Regions from separate parts of the Mus musculus genome. Here all the other regions are linked to region 3. A link is a contact called in public Micro-C and promoter capture Hi-C data. All regions are on one chromosome and are shown on one strand. The core of a region is the stretch at or near the end of the contact, and the rest is flanking DNA. Distances in the headings are between cores, read along the strand shown.

The links. Hi-C and Micro-C count contacts between places; a contact is called where the count stands out from the background. Capture Hi-C pulls out chosen DNA fragments and counts their contacts.
Region 1: a promoter capture Hi-C map of liver shows a contact between it and region 3, with 2.5 times the contacts expected there. The contact joins the promoter of Tmem9b here to the promoter of Sbf2 in region 3. A contact is called at or near these places in 7 of 39 promoter capture datasets (the C10 cell line, the HPC-7 cell line, hippocampal neurons and 4 more), 1 of 484 Hi-C or Micro-C datasets (B cells), 2 of 115 datasets of contacts at active chromatin or transcription factors (T-cell acute lymphoblastic leukemia and large pre-B cells) and 2 of 9 other capture datasets (embryonic stem cells and liver).
Region 2: a contact with region 3 is called in a Micro-C map of embryonic stem cells, with 5 times the contacts expected there. The contact joins the enhancer-like site here to the promoter of Sbf2 in region 3. A contact is called at or near these places in 1 of 39 promoter capture datasets (pre-B cells), 1 of 484 Hi-C or Micro-C datasets (embryonic stem cells), 1 of 115 datasets of contacts at active chromatin or transcription factors (large pre-B cells) and 1 of 9 other capture datasets (liver).

What each region holds. Positions count from the first base shown.
Region 1 is chr7:109,749,855-109,754,513 of GRCm38.p6, forward strand. It overlaps Tmem9b (TMEM9 domain family, member B), which reads right to left and starts at 2,409. Exons shown (of 5, transcript NM_020050.1): 1 at 2,217-2,409; 2 at 159-250. The coding sequence starts at 2,324. It also overlaps the pseudogene 4930431P19Rik.
Region 2 is chr7:109,787,894-109,792,071 of GRCm38.p6, forward strand. No RefSeq gene overlaps it. Among named protein-coding and RNA genes, the nearest start is that of Nrip3, 8.4 kb to the left of the region's middle. Within about 2 kb of position 1,613, at least 12 of the 459 cell types and tissues checked have an H3K27ac peak or open chromatin away from gene starts, as enhancers often do. A contact at or near this core is called in embryonic stem cells, where this site is marked.
Region 3 is chr7:110,613,201-110,617,556 of GRCm38.p6, forward strand. It overlaps Sbf2 (SET binding factor 2), which reads right to left and starts at 1,720. Exons shown (of 41, transcript NM_177324.2): 1 at 1,507-1,720. The coding sequence starts at 1,561.

The DNA.
Region 1 (4,659 bases), core at 1,159-3,658, 860 kb before region 3:
TACAGTATTCCTTTAGACTTGTATCAGACACTCAGGACCCCAGTCTAAGATCTGACACTTCTGCTTAGGAACAAAATGAGACATCATAAGAACAGTCTGAGTTAACAGTAGGAGCCACGGTTTATGTAGCAGGTGATACCTTGGTCCGAGACACTTACCAATCTTTCTGAGATATATTCTTATTATAAATGTGCCCAGGATTCTCTTTATAGGGAGGGCAGATGCATTTACATCTCACATCTTCAAAATTCTGCAATAAAAGTGAAAACACTATAACTTCTTTATAGTTTATCGTCAATATTTTTTTTAAATCTACACATGTACATTTTGCTAAGTATCCCTGTCAGATATTCTAAAACCATTATAAAGATTTAGGTTTGAGAGATACAAGTTCCTAAAATCTGTAAGACACTATCTGTGCCTTATTAAACTCATTTATGAATTGCATGACAATCAATTGTGTTATTATCATCTACCTGCCACTAGAAAAGCATATCATGACAGGCAATAGGGCCTACAAAGAGATATTCGGATATGAAGGGATTGGGGAGAAGGGAATTAAAGATTATTTATAAGCAAGTCACAGGTGTAGGCTGGGGATGGGTTTAGCTCAGTGCTAACACATACGCTTAGCATGCATAAGGCCAATTCAATCTGTAACACAATAGGGTGAGGAGAGTCAGAATTCTTCTAATTTCTTCTTTTCTAACTTTTTCCTTTTGGGAGAAAGGCACTGGGCATGGATAAAAGGGGCTGAGTGAGCTATAAACAGGATGAAGATTGAGGGGCACTCAGCCAGTGCTAGAAGGGAAGTCAAAAGGGAAAGTAGTTTGAATCTTCCCATTGTCCCCCAGGAAACTTGTCTGGCAATCCATGGTTGACAAGAAAAGCAACTCCTAGCAATACGAGTTTCAGGAGGCAAAGCAAGCAGGCATTAAATGCTGCATAAATCCAAGAGATGCTTTCTCAGCAAAGGGTTGTTTATTCGAGAAGGCTGTGGCTCATTAGTCCCCACTGAGACATATCCACCACTCCTAGGTACAATGAAATGTCTGGCAGAGCTGTTGACAGGTCCTAAATGTATCAGTAACCACTGTGCCAGAGCCTGTGCTCAATGAGGAGGACTCAGAGAAGCAAAAGACACAGCTCCTGTTTCCTGGGACAAATCCTATCAAGGGGAGACGGATGTTTATATCATGATACACTACATAAAATGGTAATGTTTGACATCCATACAGAGAGTCCATACTAGAAGTATTTCAAAAGTTGGGAAACTTTTTGCTGTCCCTATTTCTGATGACACCAGAAAGACTGAAAAAAAAAAAAAAACCAAATTGCTCAAAAACACCTGCCTACCTGTGACCTATCTTTCCCAGCCCTTTATAACATTTAAAAATATTATAAAACTTTTTAAAAATGCAGTGTCACTATTTCCCACTACACCGTGGAGTCTTTCTATTTTGCCCCAAAATTAGTTAGCCCACTGGGAGGAAAGCACATGTTTTCTTGGGCCAGAACAGCTCTGGGTCACCAGAAAATATATGGGGACCAAAAGGTTTAGAAACACAGTGAGGAATAGGACACAACTTCCTGTCACCTCTCTCCTAGGCTAGTAAATTATCAGAAGAGGGGTGTGTGTGTGTGTGTGTGTGTGTGTGTGTGTTTTCCTGGAGGGGATCTTGGTGAGAGTATCAGGCTAGTGGGGTGGCCCTACAGGTCCTTCTGGGAACGGGTAGTTGCCATGAGATTCGAGCCCCCACCATGGCAAGGGAATCTGCTTATCAATGAGTTGAGAGGAGCTAGTCCCTAGTAGGGAAGACTTCGGGGAGATGAGGGTGAGGGGAGCTAGTCCCTACTAGAGAAGATTTCAGGGAGATGAGGGTTTCCCACCGTTTGGATTGGGGGCTGAGAGCTGCCCAAGTTTAAGGGTGGAAAGTTCAAAGCTCCCAGGGCTGGAAAGTTCCGGGTGTGTCCCGTCGGGGCTGGGAAGGGAAATGTCAAGAGGCAGAGGGTTATAGACCCCGCTCTGGCACTGTTTGGGGCTAAGGCTTAGGATGCTCTAGAGAGGGCCAGCCCGGGCTGTGAAGCGGGGTCGGGGGGATTTGGCTGTCGGATTGGGAGACCGGAGAGTGGGGAGCAAGTGGTCAGCCCCAGTTTCTGCCAGGCCAGAGGCAGGGGCGGAGCTCCTGTCAGGAGCCGGGCGGGGCGGGACTCACCTTGGCGGCGCCTGTCAGCTGCGCGAGCAGCAGCACCGACAGCGCCAGGCAGGACATGCTGAGCCCCGAGCCCAGCCGCAGCAGGTTTCCGCACCATAGGCTCGCCATCGCGGGAGCCAGCCGCTCCTGCGAGCCCCGAGCCCCGCGCCCGGCTCGGGATCCGGCTCGGGATCCTCCGCCCGCACTTCCGCCTGGGCCTGCGCGTCACCGTCCGCGCCGGGTCAGCTGCGAGAAAGCCTCCGCCCCGGAAACGGTTCCGGGTGCACAAGGCCCGCCACGGTCGCGGCCCCGGGGGTGCACTAAAGGCTGGGGGTCTTCCCCGGCCAGAGCTGGCGAATCCTGCACCCCAAGGGAGCAGGCCATGCGGATCTAGTCCCGCAGGCCGGGTGAACCCCATCCCCGGGAACTGCGAAGGCCGAGAGGGTGCTGTTCAGGAGACCTGACCAGAAGAGCCCGAGCGTCCTTAGATCGGAAGCCCACCCGGCGATGGAGGCTCGAGGCTCCGCACCGGGGCTTCAGTACGAACCTGCGGTCCGTGCGCCTCCAGGACACAGACTCCTGCCCGGCTCCCAACAGTAACTGTGAGCTGTCCACGCGGGTGTGGCTTCCACTAGGGGCTGACAGCCTTGGTCCAGTCTAGGACTGGGAAGTGGGCCACGGCGGCGAATCTGGGCTGGCTCAAGTCAGGCTTTGCAAGATGCGGACGCCCCTGGAGCATCCCCCGCCCAGGACTCCTGGAGGTGGAGAATCCAGGAGCCAAGCTCCTGTGAGGCAGTGCCTATTTAAAACAGTTGACCTCTCAGTCAGTTCTGGGAGCGCAGACCCTACTCCATGGGGTGTCTTTTTCTGTAGATACTTCAGGAGCACCCTGGAGAGAACATAGAGCTGCTCATTAAAATATTTTTTCCACTTAGTAGAGACTCTGGGGGTAGAGAAAGGGATGCAGCGTGCTCATCACAGCCCTTAGGGATTTGCTGAATGTCATAAGGGAAAATCACTTCCTTTCAATAAAAGGGGATTAAGTTTTATGATTTTCAATTTTTACTTATAAGACACCCCCACCCCGCCCCTTCAAGTGGTCCTTTCCTGGTTGGTGGAAATGTCTTTCTTAATTTACAGGTAGAAATTTCGCAGCGTTTTTCTGCTATGTGATTCTTGTCGATACTAGACTAGAATCTAACACAAAGTGCTATTGCATTAAATGTATTTAGCCCTTTTTTAGTCCTAAATGGCAACTAGCCCAAAGGACTAGATGCTTTCGCACCAGTTCTTGTGACAATCCTGTCACAGTGGGAATAATTGTCCTTCTAAGGGGTGTCCTACTAATCGCAGGGCTGTCAGGATAAAATTTGTTGGTGAGGTATTGTAGATCATCCTGTCACAGTGGGGATAATTGTCCTTCTAAGGGGTGTCCTACTAATCGCAGGGCTGTCAGGATAAAATTTGTTGGTGAGGTATTTAGATCTGATTGCTAAAAGCTGACTTAGTAGCCAGTTTGGATCAGTTTAGAGCTGTATGTCTGACATGTCCTTCAGATAAAGCATAGGAACCCTCCTTCAAAATTCTTTTCAGAGCCAATGCTCGTTGGATGCCTTTGATCCCAGAGGCAGGCAGATCTCTGAGACAAGGCCAGTCTGGTCTACAAAGTGAGTTCCAGGACAGGCTACATGGAGAGACCCTGTGTCACAAAAAGGAGGAGAAAGAGAAAGAGGAGGAGAAGGAAAATGAGGAAGGAGGAAGAGGAGGAGGAGGAGGAAGAAAGAAAACGAAGAAGGAGAAACAAAGAAAAAGAATTCTTTTCAGAGATTTGATGGGGGGGGGGTACAGAGATAAAGGACTGCAGCAATGCCTCAGGCTGGTGGGTTATTTTCAGTTATTTTCTTCTCTTTGTCCATGCTGTCTCAAACTAGTGGGCTCAAGAGATTCCCCTCCCTCAGGCTCCCTAATAACTGACTACAGGTATGGGCCACCAAGTCAGGCCCACCTCATCTGTTTAATGAAGAAGACCACATAACACTCAGTATGGGCAGAGCTTTAGAGCTACATGTGGCAATCAAATATTTGATTGCGAGGAATCTAAATCGAGTGTTGTATGCTGTATTTCGAGGTCAATACAAGGTAAACAAAATCTTTTTATTTTAAAATACTGATTAAAGTTGGGGCTGCAGAGCTGACTCAGCAGTTGTGAGCCCTTGCTGCTCTCGCAGAAGATTGAAGTTTGGTTTGCACCATCCACGTGGCAGCTTACAACCTTCTGTAACTCTGGTTCCAGGGGATTGGGTCCGCTCTTCTGTTTCCCAGTGGCACTGACACATATGGTACACATGTGTACATTTTTCGAAACACTCATACACGCAAAATTAAAAATTGAAATAGTGGTTAAAATTTAAATATTTTGAATGTATTGGATCATGTCTCCATGTGTGTCCTTTCTCTCAGCTTG
Region 2 (4,178 bases), core at 363-2,862, 830 kb before region 3:
GAGGGACAAGACCTGTGAAAACCATAGATCTCTCAGAATGCAGTGGATAATAGGTACGACTGCCTACTCACTGGTGGACAGCCAGGGTGGGCAGCTCACTTGTGATCACTACTTATCTCCAGAGCACCTTGGGTCCTTGGGTTCCACCTTCTTCCTTTGAGCATGCTGTCAGGAAATGATGGTGACAGGCCGCAGGGCCTGGGGTAGGGGTGAGGCAGATAGCAGGAAGATGAAGTACTCAGTACATCACAAGTAGACTCCCAGCAATGTAAATATATACACATTTACACACACACACACACACACACACACACAGAATTCTCTTGAACCTACTTTCATGCTCAGTTCTACATTGCCCAGAGAGAACATCTGACCTTCGTCCCTCTCTGACCCCAGGCCTTGAGAATGCTAAGAAAGTAAGCGCTCTGCTACATTGCCAGACCTATTCCTGACTACTCATTTTTTTTTTAATTTATTTTTAAGCTTGTAATATTTTATTTATAAACAATTCCAAAATTTCAAGTTGCAAGCATAAAATACTACACATACCTGTATACCCTTTCCCAGGTTCCCTGTTACTAAAACTTTATTACATGCATACACTTTTTTTTCCTTGAAACATTTAAGGACAAATTACATAAAATATGACCTTTTGCCACTAATTCGACAGTATGTATTAAATACAAGTATGGTGGTATGTAATCCACCTCCTGCTTGGAAGGCTAAAAAGGCGAATTGAGAGTCCGAGGCTAGCTCAGGCATGGTGACACACACCTTTAATCCTAGCACTCTAGAGGCAAAGGCAGACAGATCTCTGTGAATTGAAGGCCAGGCTGGTTTACACAGAGTTCTAGGCCAGGTAGAGCTATACAGTAAGTGAGGCCCCTTAGAGAAAAATGGGGGACAGAGACAGAGAGAAGTAGAGAGAGACAGTTTTGTGTGTGTGTGTGTGTGTGTGTGTGTGTGTGTGTGTGTGTGTGTGTGTGTGTGTGTTAGGGGTCAGCCTGGGCTACACAGAAGGTTCAAGGGCAGCGAAGTTGCATCTCTAAGACCAGAGAAGAGGGAGGAGGGGATTTTTCTCTCTCCTAACCACAGTATAGATATAAACTTCATGAATTTACATTGCTAGAATATTTTTACCTAAATTATTCATGTTCTAGTTTTGTCAATTGACGTAACAAAGTTCTTTATTATAACCTTCCCCTGTAGCACAGGATCCACCCAGAGTCAAATCTCTTCAGCCTGGAATCTGGAATGTTTCCACAGCTTTCTCTGTCCTTCATGCCACTGACACAGAAGGCAATCCCCCTGTGTTCACCGCTTTTTGCTATGTCACTAAATTCCCAGTGAGAGCTCTTCAGGAAGAAAGGGTTATTCTAGCTCACAGCTTATGAGGGTGCGGTCCATGGTGGCAGGGGAACCAGGGCAGATTTGCCACGGCAGGAGCATGCAGTGCTGCCTATTCACGTCCTGGAAGGCCAAGATGCAAAGGGATCAACACTAGGGCTCAGCTCCCTTTCTCATTTGTCCCTTTTTATTCAGGCCAGAACCCCGGTCTGTGGGGTGGTGCTGTCCACAGCCAGGGTAGGTGTTTAACTCCTTGGTTAAGCCTGTCTGGAACACCCTCACAGATGCACACAGAGATGTGCCCAATAGACTAACAGAGCTGTACCACTATTACCCCCTGTCGCGGTAAATCTCTCCAACCCAATTATGTTCTGGCAATGAAAACACAACACAATTAATACGAATACATGTTGTGTGCCTAGATTGGCAGATCTACCACTACACTATCATCTTCCACATCTATGAGACCCTTAGAACTTGCAGTTTCTCCAGGCCGTGTGCTTCTGCTCCGCTTTTCTTCTTCCTCCTCCTCTGCCTTCTCTCTGTCTCAAACCTCCTTCTTTTCTTTCTTTCCGTTCCACCTTGCCTCTCTCTGCCCAATCATCAGCTCTCCTTTATTTTACAAATTAAGGTGGGAAGAAGGTTTACAGGAAATCACCTGAGTGCTGACTCATTCCTTGTTCTCAACCCCTCAAAGGAGAACAGAATTGACATCAAATATAATTAGCCCCAGGGCTCTCCACAACAACCCCCAAAGAAACGCCATACCCACTACTGATCATTCCGTGTTCTCCCAAATTCTCCAACCATACACAACCTATAATCTACTCTCTGTCTTCCTGGATTTACCTATTCTGGACATTTTGTATACAATGGTTGGTGTTTTGTGACTGGCCTCTTTTAATTAGTACTATGTTTCCATAGTTCATTTGTTTTATAACATACTAGTGCTTGTTTGTGACCAACTTATATCTCATCATGTGGACATAGCTCATTTTGTTTCCCTATTTGTTACTGAAGAACATATGAGTCCTTTCTACATTTTGTGTGTAGTGGCAGAAGTTGATACTAGGTGTCTTCTTTTACCGCTCTGTCATTGGACCTGGGGCTCACTGATTCGATAGAGTAGCTGGCCAACAAGCCCCTGGAATCCTCCTATCTCTACCTCCCAGCTGTGGAATTACAAGCTTAGGCTCCCAGCTCCCATGCCTAGCTTTTTATATGGGGGTTGGGGATCCAAACTCAAGCCCCCATCTTGCTGACCTAAGTAACTTGCATAAGGTCACAGCTGATAAGTAAAACTGGGCTAGCAATCTAGGAATGTCAGAGGATGTACTGGGAATCTTGAAAGAGTAAACATGGCAAAAGTTAAGCCTTGGAGAAAGACATTTCTCACTGACCAGCAGAAAGGACAGATTCTCAAAAAGACACTGGGAATAAAGGGGGGCTGCTGTCAGGCCAGTGATTCTTCTTGAGTCGTCCTAGTTCCTCAGTGGGAGGTACTCACGTTAGTCACAACTCCAGTTGATGTGTGAGATGCAGCTGCTCCAAGGTGCCTTCCTGCACCTTAAGTCACCTGGAGCCAACATCCTAGTTGGTTCTTTGCCACCACCGCCATCTTACTATATCACCCTCAGTTTTGTATCCTGTCAGGCATCAAACACACCAGCTGGTCATCACAGGTAACCATGGAGACAGCAGGTATGGCCAGGGTCACCAAAGCTCCTCTTATTACCCTCTGCCTCATGTGGTTATGTCCATGGGACTAGCATGTGGCATCGGTTCCAGTTTCTGCTCAGCAACCACTCATGTTTCAACTCCTAATCAGGTTACAAGGCAAAGTCAACATTAAAGCCCAGATTTGAGGTGGGTTTGTATTTCTGCTTCAGGAATCCTGTAGGGAGTATTTGTCAGACTTTTAATCGCTGAAACCAACTTCCCAGGAAGGCAATTGTGTTAGTCAGCATTCTCTAGAGAAACAGAACTTACAGAATGAGTCTCTCTCTCTCTCTCTCTCTCTCTCTCTCTCTCTCTCTCTCTCTCTCTCTCTCTCGATATATTAGAATGGCTTATGGGTGGTTCAGTTAGTCTGACAATGGCTGTCTGTCTACCAATAGAGGGTTCAAGAATCCAGTAGTGGTTGTCTCTGCTGGTCTTCAGTACACAACGGAATCCTGAAGAAGTGGTCTCTAATGCCAGTGAAAGAATGGTCTTGCTAGCAAGAGTGAGCAGGAAAAAATACTTTTTCCTTCTTCTAAGACCTTTATATAGGCTTCTAGCAGAAGGTGGCCCCAGATTAAAGGTGGATCATCCCATATCAAAAAAAAAAAATCCAGATGAAAGTGGGTCTTCCCACTTCGAATGATTTAATTAAGAAGAAATCCCTCACTCATAGATGTGCCCAGCCATTTGGGTTTTAGTTAATTCCAGATGTGGTCAAGTTGACAACCAGGAACAGTCATCAGAGCAACTCAAAGGAGAGAGGTCTCTGGATCCACTGTGAAGCAGAGTGTAGTGTGATGGGGGTGGGAGGAGGAGGGGGAGGAAGAGGAGGAGGGAGAGGAGGAGATGGTGATGATTGTTTACCTAGTGACAGACAGGAGTCAACAACCAGGGAAAGGCTTGGAGAATCCTTCAAGGGCCCTCTTCCTGCAAAGTTGCATCTCCTAAAACACTGCAGTAGCTGGAGAACAAGTACTCAGTACCTGGACTCAGTACTCAGTACTCAGTACCTGGACTTGAGAGGATGTATCAGATTTGAACCATAGCATAGGGAAGAGATGGAAACACCAGATTGTACTCAGAATTACCCTCAGTCCTAGAAAATATCT
Region 3 (4,356 bases), core at 470-2,969:
CAGGGCTCTGTAGAGAAACCCTATCTTGGGGGGCGGGGGGGGGGGGGGCACACAAGATAAAATTGTTGTGGGTGAAGAACAATGTAACTAAAAATGGAACAAGGTGAAAAACAAAACTGATTCTGCACACTGGCAATCTTACCAGACTGACAGACTATGTCACCTTGGTAAGAGACTCAAAATTTTCTAAGAAAGGACAGGGCATTTTGGAGCAGCCAGAAGATTCTCCAAATACAGCCCGACGTCTTCTCCTTTTATTTATTGTGTGTCTTCATGGTGGGAGTGGGCATGCATGCCAGGGCACACCCAGGAAGGTCAGAGGACAACTGTGGGCAATCAGTTCTTGCCTGGCACCTTTTCATGGCTCAGGTCTCCAGGCTTGCCCAGCAAGAGCCTGCTTCTCCTAATTGACCTCAATTAGGTAGTGGTGAGAAAAGAATGTGAAGGCTCCCATCTCTGAAATAAATCCTTAGGGATAAATAATAAAAAGAGGTGGGCAGAACAATGGTATGCTGGTGCAACGACTAACATCAGCAAAGCACAACCTAAGCACCTCGGGGACATGGAAGGGGGTGGAGCGCTGGTATCTAAAATCCCTTGCAACTGCGAGACTGTAGCTTCCCCTGCTCTACAATAACCTTGTTAGCACATCCCGCTTATCTATAAACAGCAACACAAAGAGATACAATTACGAAAATGAACGTGCATGAGCCCTGTATACTTCTGGTTGTGCTAGTCCACCGAAGTGTAAAAAGCAACCTATCTGCCAAACTGTTCCTTGTGAAAAATTCTCGGCCGAGAAAAACCAGAGAACAATCAAAACACGTGAGAGCTAAGTGAGAGAGAGCACCTGCAGTGGTCGGCCGGCTCTCTTTGCTTAGCAGAGTCCTTTCATTCTGGAATGCCGACACATACGTCCTGAAACAATTTTCCTAGAAATGTTTCAAAGTGCTCGGATCCTTTGACCTATCCAAGTACCCGGCGTTCGGCCGGGATGTCCAGCCTCCCCCTCCCCCCACACACACCCCGGGCCGGCGGGAGGCAGCGCAGGACTCTCGGCACTTCCTTTCCGGGAGGACTGCCCCCAGCGTCACTCCTATTCAGGATGCAGGACACAGTGTATCCCTAGGAGCCTCGTACAGTGTGCTCCCGCCCTCCCAACTCCACAGGCACGAGGGCGCGGTCCCGGGTGCCAGCCGCCTCCGCAGAAGCGCGTGGCGGCGCGCGGGCAGGCTCGCCACCGGTCCGGCCCGCCAGTCCCCGGCCGCACCGCCGCGGCCTAGCCCCGCTACCGCCGTCCGACGGTTCCCTCACACACGCCCACCGCAGCCAGGCTCGGCCCCGCCGCGAAGGCCGACACCAGTCGACCCGCAGCTCCTCCACCGCGGGACCCGGCCCGCCCGCCTCCCCGCCTCCCAGCCGCGACGCCCGGCCCCGCCGAGCCCACTGGACGGCTGCCGGGGGCGGAGGCGAAGCCCGGGGGCGGCGCCCGCCCCACACCCTTACCTGGCTTCTCGTGGTCGTAGCCTACCACAATGAAGTAGTCGGCCAGCCGGGCCATGACCGCCGCCGCCGCGCCCGGGAAGCGGGTTCCCGTCGCCGCCCTCGCCGCCGCCGCCGCCCACCCGGCCCGGGCGAGCTCAGCATTTTCCCTTCGGCGGCTGTAGCGGTAGCAGCGGCGCTTCAGCCATGTTTGACAACCGAGGCGCTCACTGCGCCTGCGCCGCGCCTCGCGCCCGCCCCTCCCCCGCCCCACCCGAAAGGGCTCGACGACCCAGTGCCCGGCGTCCGCGAACCCACGCGGCGCCCGGAGGCCGCTCGGACACGCGGCTCGCGAGGTGGGCGGCCCGGCGCGGCCTGGCCTCGCGCCGCCACCGAGGCCGGGCGCTTAGAGGCCCAGCTGCTGCCTCAACGCCCCCCACCCCCGCCCGGTTCTTTATTTTCCTGGAGCAGGGGTCCTTCCTTCCGCCATCTCCCTTTTGCAGTCGGGGGGAAAAGGGGATGGAGGGGTGCGGGGTCACTTGGAAAGTTTGTTCTTTGGTGCCGCTTGCTGCCACCGGCAGCACGGATGAAATTCTCCCGCCCTCGGCTGGAAGCTTGGAATTTGCACCGCCAAGGCTTTTTGCTGCACGTTTCCTGTTTATGTTGTGCAGATGGGAATTTTAGAAACATGCCACCAAGCAGGCGGGGGAGGAAAAGACTTGCGCAATCTTCAGAGGCGCCTCTGGTTTCGGGGCTGCCTGGGCTGGGGGCGGTCAGCTTGGGCTTTCCTCTGAGTGCCCCAGGGAGTTATTCCACCTAGGAACAGGGGCATCCCCGGGATCCTCCTAAAATGGGCCGGTCTCTCCCCGGGGAGCCCCGCCCGCCTGACTTTCACTGCCTTTTTCACTGTCTCAGGACTTTTCAGGCTGAAGCAGGTGTTAACTTCAAGTTGCTCTACTGCAAACACTCCACAGAATTCATAGGGCACTTTGAGAGCCTAGAGAGCATTCAAGTCGATTGCGTTTTTAAGAAATATCTCCTACCGATGTTTTCTAATTTGGCTGGCACACTTGGATTTGTCACTTTTTTTTTTTAACTTTGTTACTTCTTAATGATCATGAAATTTTAGTAGTAGTGTATGTATTTGAACTATGAAGTTTTCAGAACCTATGGTTTAGAAGTGATCGTGAAGCCATCGTTCACTGAGGGTTTGATCCTTCTATAGATTGTACGTAGTAGGTTCTAACGTGCCTAGTGCAACACACGCCCTCTGCCAAAGACCAGCAGAAAGCTAGTGCCTGGAGCTGTGAACTCAGAGTCCAAAGGGTCATAGTCTCAGCTGCTCTGACTAATTCTCTCTTCTGGGCCAGCGTTCCCCTTTCCCGCTTCCGCGTTGGAAATTGAACTTAGGGCCTCCTACATGCTGGGCAAGCCTGCTACCGTTAAACTATATCGACAGCAAAAGGCCAGACCTTTCAGCAGGTCTGAGAGGGTTGGGCTATGCTAGAAGAATTGAAAGGGAAGGGGTACTTTACCTCGGGACCTCCTTTGTAATCAGCTTCTAGTCAGACGGAATCAGCATACCTGCAGTGATGAAAACTAGGTTAGTTTTCAAAATAATGAAAGCAAACAAAACAACCTGCCACACCTCATAGAGAAAATTTCCAGGTAACTTCCCTGGGAGCTCTTCCTCCACTTTTTCAGTAAAGAGTAATCTCACTTCCTCTACAGACTGCCATTCCAGTGCTTAACAGCCATGGTAGAAAGTCCTTCCCTATTCTGTCGGCGGCGTTGTCCTCCTGGAACTGCCTTGATTACAGCTGGTAGGGGATGGATTCCATATAAATTATTATTGTGGGGATTTGTTCCCTCAATTTTACTTTTTTTTTTTTTAATTTGGGATAAGGTCTGGGAAGATGATTCAGCAGTTGAGAGACCTGTGCTGCCTGCCCTTCCAGGGGACTGGAATTGATTCCCAGCAGCCACAGGGACAGTTCACAACCATGTGTGACTCCATTTGCACAGGATCCAATACCTTCTGGCTTCCTCCAGCAGCAGGCATGCATGTGGCACACAAACATCCAAGCATCCATACACATAAAATATTAAAAATATTTAATACCTTGTGGACAATGACTACATCTGTCTAGTTTCAAACATTTTCTTCACCCAAAATCCATTAAACAGACATAACTATTTCTCTCTCTAGGTCCTGGCTATAACACCATTACTTTCTGATTCTATAAGTTTGCCCATTGTAAGATACTTCCTATAACTTGAATTATAAAGTATATGCCATTTTGTGTCTAAGAATCCTGCTTGCTTTATTGTTTCCTAGTTCTAACCCTACTTTATTGTCAGTACTGCCTAGAGTTACATTGGAGCTTCAGTGCTACATTCCCCTTACTGCTAAATAACCCTGCACTGTCTGTGTGACCATGTTTTGCCTATCCACTGGTAGGTTGGGGCATTGTTTCTACTTTATGGGTACTGGCACTATGACCATGTATAGAAAGTATGTGAATGTCAATTTGCAATTCCATTGGTATATCCTTAGGAACAGCACTACCGGACAGTACTGAATTACATGTGGTAATTCTCTGTTTAATTTTGAGGAACCACCAACTGTTTTCCACAATGGCTTTGTGATCTTACCTCTCAGCACTGATCAAGGATTTTAACTTTATATCTTTGTCAACACTTGTTTTCCTGTTTTCTTTTGTTTTTAATATTATAGACATCTTAATAGGTATGGATTATTTCTGTTTGTTGTTTTGTTTTGTTTTTTGTTTGCTAGCTTGCTTTTTGAGGCAGGGTTTCTCTGTGTATCCCTGGCTGTCCTGGAACTCACTCTGTAGACCAGGCTGGCCTCAG